Linked DNA regions of Mus musculus: region 2 is linked to region 1. The links are chromatin contacts, called in public promoter capture Hi-C maps. All regions are on one chromosome and are shown on one strand. Each heading gives the region's core, a stretch centred on a gene start, on an enhancer-like site or on the middle of the called end of the contact. The rest is flanking DNA. Distances are from core to core; before and after follow the strand shown.

Region 1 (2,904 bases), core at 308-2,807:
CTCTGTAGCTTATAGCTTTGCTGAGTGGATAGTTACCTTATATCTCCAGAAACCTCCGCCCTAACTAGGTAGTTATAATAAGTTCTAGCATTGCTGGAAGGCGTTTAACTGTTTTAGAAATTAAGATATTATTTCCATTTTTTTAAACTCGCTTTTTAAAAAATGTAATTCATACCTGTGCAGTGATCATTAGTATTTAATTAAAAAATTACATTTATTTAGGGGGCTAAAGAAGTGGCTCAGCAGTTAAGAGCATTGGCTCCTCTTTCAGGGAACCCAGGTTCAATTTGCAGCACTCACATGGCAACTGAGTGACACTGTCTGTGACTCCAGCTCCAGGGACCCTACTCATACATGGAGGCAGAACAGCAATGTACATACAATTTAAAAAATTACATTTATTTATTATTGACTACATGTATTTATGTCTGGGTACATGTGAAGGTCAGAGGACATCTTCCTTGAGTTGGTTCTGTCCTTTCACAGTGAGGGTTTTGAGGATTGAAGTTAGGTCAGTAGGCTTGGTGGCAAGTGCCTTTACCCAGTGAGCCATCTTGTTGACCCAGTTACTGCATCTCATTCCAGACTCTGTCATTACCTCCAAAAAGAAATCCTATACTTAATGATAGTCGCTTGTCATACCCTCTGCCTGGTGGCCACTATGCTCTGTTCTAAGGATTTACCTATTTTGGACATTTTGTATAAGTAAAATTTTCTGGTTTTAGCCCTTTTATTTTCTGTAATGGTTTCTAGGCGAACCAAGTTGTATATATTAGTATCCATTCCTTTTTATAGTTAAATAATATTCCATTGGGTGGATCTCAGTCATTTTTTGTTTATGCTGAGTTCCCCAGTGGATGTTTGGGCTCTTCTTTTATGGCTGTAATGCGCATGTGCACCATGTAACACAGCACTGCTGTGACGTTGTATATGTGCGTTTTAGAGGAGACGTTGGTTTTACGTAGTCAAGAAGCTTTAAAGCAAGTTGTTTACCTCATGATCCTGTCTTTATTTTAAAAATGATGACTGTATTGGCTTTCTGGGCGTGTTGTTAATGTTTGTGAAGTTTGGAAAATGGTGACTGCAGACACTGATAGCCCATTGTGACAGCAGCCCAGTCACTTGGCTGTGTCAGTTTGCCTCTGGGGAGTGTGTGGCAGGACAGGAATCTTCTGTGTTTCATCAGGCCTTTTTGATTTCCCCTGCAGATGAAGAAAGAAAAGTCCAAATTGGAGCGAACACCCCAAAAAAATGATCAAGGAAAAAGAAAAATTAGTCCAGCCAAGAAGGAGTCAGAGTCTAAAAAGTGCAAGCTGACTCTCCTAAAGAACAGTCCTATGAAGGCAGTGAAGAAGGAGGCAAGCACGTGCCCAAGGGGCCTGGATGTCAAGGAGACACATGGCAACCGCAGTAGCAACAAAGAGGAATGTCTGCTCTGGGTGGATAAGTACAAGCCCGCCTCACTCAAGAACATAATCGGACAGCAGGGTGACCAGAGCTGTGCCAACAAATTACTACGTTGGCTCAGAAACTGGCACAAGAGTTCTCCTGAAGAGAAAAAACATGGTGATTTCACAACTTTAGTCATTTTCTGTGTGTCTGTCAACATATGTAGTGCTCAGTTGTATTCATGGCCAAAGGCTCATGCATGGTTCATTTGCCTGTCATCAAGTATTTATCGAGGCTTGTTGAGTGCCCAAGTGCTCTAGGCCCTGGTGGTGCTTCTGTGAACAAAGCAGGCCCTTCAGGGGCCCCCAGAGAGTGGGGAGATTATGAGCCAGCTGTTAAAATGCATGTGCCAAGTGCTTTTGTAGGGTAAGTACAGGGAGCTAGCTCTGGGGATGCTGGTGTGTAGTCAAGGAAGAGGGTGTGAGCGCTCAGCCCTGGAGCGACCTTGGAGTCCAGGTAGCAGACAGCTGGGCTAAGGGAGATGGGTGTGGTATTGGGCTGGAGGAACAACCAGTGCCAGTGTCTGAAGGCCTGTGAGAGAGAGAATGCCCAGGGCCCTTAAGGAAACTGGAAGAAGCTGAGGTAAGCACTGGCACAGTGACCTACAGCCTCATTACATTGCCATTTGCTTTTGGTCTGCACTCTCCTCTCTGCTTTGCAAAGCTCTCGGGCAGTTCATAAATGGTTCCTTCTGATCTGGAGTGTCTGAAATATGGTGCATGTTAATGCTCTGGAACTTCTCTTCCCTAGCAGCAAAGTTTGGCAAACTTGCCAGCAAAGATGATGGCTCCAGTTTCAAGGCAGCTCTGCTGTCTGGCCCTCCAGGTGTTGGCAAAACCACTACAGCTTCTCTTGTGTGTCAGGTGGGTGCCCTGTCATAGTGCAGTGATCAGCTCGTGTGTGTGTGTGTGTGTGTGTGTGCGTGTGTGTGTGTCTGTGTTAATCTACAGTGTATATTTTTCTAAAGTCAAACTTTAGAATTTTCTTTGGCTTTAGTGGTGTTTGTCACTTCTTTTTTTTTTTTTTTTTAATGCTATTATTCTGGCTGGGTGTGGTAGTGCATGCCTATAATCCCAGCATTGAGGAAGCAGGTGAATCTCGAGGTTAATTCAAGGCCAGCCTAGTCTACATAGTAAGTTCCAGGACACAAGTCTTTTTAAAAAAAATCTAAAGAAAATTAAAGAAAAAAAAAACAAACCCCACCTTAAACCTGTTATTGAATTGGCTATTATAAAAACATCCATTTTCCCTTATAGGTGGAGGATGTGTTACTAGGCGCTCAGGAGATGCCGTGGCTGCAGGTGGTACAGAGCCCTGTGCACCGTGCCCTGCAGCAGTGCCACTTCATATAGTTAGTCTGCCTCCTGTGTCCTGGCACCCTCCTTGCCTCCCCCTCTTACTGTCTAGGGCCACGGTACTGGCTGGTTTTGTGTAAACTTGACATAAGCCAGACCT
Region 2 (2,906 bases), core at 338-2,837, 78 kb before region 1:
GACGGAGACTTAACACGTCTCCAGGCTGGCCTCCAACTCCTGAACCTCCTCAGCTTCCCAAGGGCTCAGAGTATGGGCATATTTAATCTTATAAAACTATCCCAGCCGTTTCTATTATTTACACGTTTATTTTTTTAAGCTTCAACTACATCTTTAAGATTTCTTTTGTGTGTGGGGACAGCATTTGCCACCGTGTGCATGCACGTAAAGAGGCTGGTTCTTTCCATTCACCGTGCAGTGGGGGTGGGGTGAGCTCAGGTTGTCAGACTTGGCAGCCCGCCGTTATTTTTTATTTATTTATTTTTTTATTTTTGGTTTTCTGAGACTGGGTTTCTCTGTATAGCCCTGGCTGTCCTGGAACTCACTCTGTAGACCAGGCTGGCCTCGAACTCAGAAATCTGCCTGCCTCTGCCTCCCAAGTGCTGGGATTAAAGGTGTGCACCACCACACCCGGTTTTTACTTCTTGTTTTATTTTTACCTTTGCTAGTGAAAGTTGTGAACAATGAACACAAAAATAAATAGCCTGACGAACGCTCACCACTCAGCGTTCACAACTCAGTATTGTTTTTTTTTTTTTAAAGTTTTTTTTTGTTTGTTTGTTTTTTAATGCTGGAGATCAAATCCAGAGTCTTGTTCACCTAATAATTGTAAGGCTTATTTTGTTTGCATTAATGTGTGTGTTCTGTGTGTGGGCACGCCATGTGTATGTGGCTGCCTGAGGAGGTACTAAGGATGTGTGGGATCCCGCTGGAATCAGAGGAAGTTGTTAGTTACCACACAGATCCTCTGCAAGAGCAGTGAGTGCCCTGAGCCACTCAGCCCCTCTGTGGGAGGACCTTGGTTTTGTTTTGTTAGTTTGTTCATTTTTTGTCTTTTAGAGAGAGGGTTTCTCTGTATAGCCCTGGCTATGCTGGGACTCCCTCTGTAGACCAGGCTAGCCTTGAACTCACAGAGTTCGCCTACTTCTGCCTCCTGAGTACCAGGATTAAACCCATGCACCCAGCTATTTTTTTTAAAAATTTTTTATTCATTTGGCTTTTTGGAATAGGGTCTCATGTAGCTCAGGCTAGCTATGCAATTGGTAATCTTGCCCTCTTGGCTCTCTGTCCGCACTTCCCAATGCTGGGATTACAGGCCTATCCCATCACACACATATATAAAAAATTAACAGCTGGGCATGGTGGTCCTGGCTTTAATCCAGGCACTGGTGAGGCAAAGGCAGGTGGATACCTGTGATTTCAAGGCCAGCTCAGTCAACATAGTGAGTTCCAGGATGGCCAGAACTACATAGTGATGCCAGGTCGGTCTAAATTCCCAGAAATGATAAGAGAAAAATAAGTAGATATAACAAAATGTTTACATTTTTAAAAAGAAAAATCATTAAAAATAATCTATTTGATTCTTTGTCATATACTTAACATATGCCCACTAAGTTTCCTCAACTAATGATGCAAGGAAATACTGCAGCAAAGCCCTCAAGAAGGTGGGAGCATGAGGAAGAAAGAGGCTGATTTCAAGCTCAGGCTCGAGCCAGTAAGGTCCTGCCCTAGCATTTCCCAACCTTTGTGCCCTAGTGCCCTAAGTGCCTCTTGCACAGTGTGAAGCAATCTCTTGGTCCCTGAGGAACTTCACAAAGCTAGTCAGCGTTTGTGTGTGGCGAACAAAAAAGTGTTGACATAGGTTACATTTTATAGAAAACTCTGTTCTTGAGGACTGTGGTGTAAAGTTCATTTAAAGTAAATGTAGGGTCAGTGAGATGGCTCGGAGGGTAAAGGGCCTTGTTGCAAAACCTGATAGTGTGACTTTGAGCTCAGAGACCCACAGAGTAGACGGAGAAAACGGACTCCCCTAGACAGCCTTTTGATCATCATGATTCAGTCACCGCACGTGAGCAGCCCCACGCCCAACAAACGAAATCCTTTTTTATTTTATTTTATTTTTTAAGACAAAGTCTGTCTCTGTAGCCCTAGCTGTCTTATGTCTTGCTAAGTAACCAGGCTGGCTTTGAACTCACGAAGAACCATGTAACTCAGCCTATCAAATGCTGAAATTAAGGGTGTGTGTTACCATGTCAGGCATACACCATAAAGCAGTGGTGGCGCATGCCTTTAACTCCAGCTCTCGGGAGGCAGAGGCAGATGGATCTCTGTGAGTTCGAGGCCAACCTGGTCTACAGAGTACAGAGTGAGTTTCAGAACAGCCATGAATACATGGAGAAATTCTGTCAAAAAAAAAAAAAAAAAAAGCAAATTTAAAACAAAATACCTAGCCGGGCGTGGTGGTGCACGCCTTTAATCCCAGCACTCGGGAGACAGAGGCAGGTGGATTTCTCAGTTCGAGGCCAGCGTGGTCTACAAAGTGAGTTTCAGGACAGCCAGGACTATACAGAGAAACGCTGTCTCGAAAAAACAAAAAACAAAAACAATCTATGGACTAAATTACCAATAGTTAAAATCCCAGTGTAGCCCAGTGACAGAGCTTTGGCTGCCTTTGATTCTCCAGCGCTGGGGGAAAAGTTTTTACTACACACAGATGCAAACGCTGGCATTTCTTTTCCTTTCTTTTCTTTATTTTTTTTTTCCGAGACAGGGTTTCTCTGTGTAGCCCTGGCTGTCTTGGAGCTCACTTTGTAGACCAGGCTGGCCTCGAACTCAGAGATCCGCCTGCCTCTGCCTCCCAAGTGCTGGGGTTAAAGGCATGCGCCACCACGCCCGGCTGGCATTTCTTATCTATCTAATAAACACTGTGTATCATTTCAATTCTTTTGCTCATAGAAGAAGAAGCATTTTGTGGCATATTTTCATGTCTAGTTTTAGAAGTAAATGTACACCTAAAATGCTTTGTAAAATTTATATATTCAGTGGTGTTTTTTTTGGCCAGGCATTTGTACTTTTTTTTTTTTAGT

What was found. Capture Hi-C pulls out chosen DNA fragments and counts their contacts.
Region 2: a promoter capture Hi-C map of adipose tissue shows a contact between it and region 1. The contact joins two enhancer-like sites. A contact is called at or near these places in 2 of 484 Hi-C or Micro-C datasets (bone marrow-derived macrophages and embryonic heart), 1 of 115 datasets of contacts at active chromatin or transcription factors (embryonic stem cells) and 3 of 9 other capture datasets (adipose tissue, liver and pancreatic islet).

What each region holds. Positions count from the first base shown.
Region 1 is chr5:65,278,119-65,281,022 of GRCm38.p6, reverse strand. Rfc1 (replication factor C (activator 1) 1) reads left to right here. Exons shown (of 25, transcript NM_001347357.1): 13 at 1,209-1,566; 14 at 2,200-2,312. Among named protein-coding and RNA genes, the nearest start is that of Rfc1, 56 kb to the left of the region's middle. Within about 2 kb of position 1,557, at least 31 of the 459 cell types and tissues checked have an H3K27ac peak or open chromatin away from gene starts, as enhancers often do. A contact at or near this core is called in adipose tissue, where this site is marked.
Region 2 is chr5:65,355,827-65,358,732 of GRCm38.p6, reverse strand. The region is part of intron 1 of Klb (klotho beta); the gene reads right to left. Among named protein-coding and RNA genes, the nearest start is that of Klb, 8.9 kb to the right of the region's middle. Within about 2 kb of position 1,587, at least 39 of the 459 cell types and tissues checked have an H3K27ac peak or open chromatin away from gene starts, as enhancers often do. A contact at or near this core is called in adipose tissue, where this site is marked.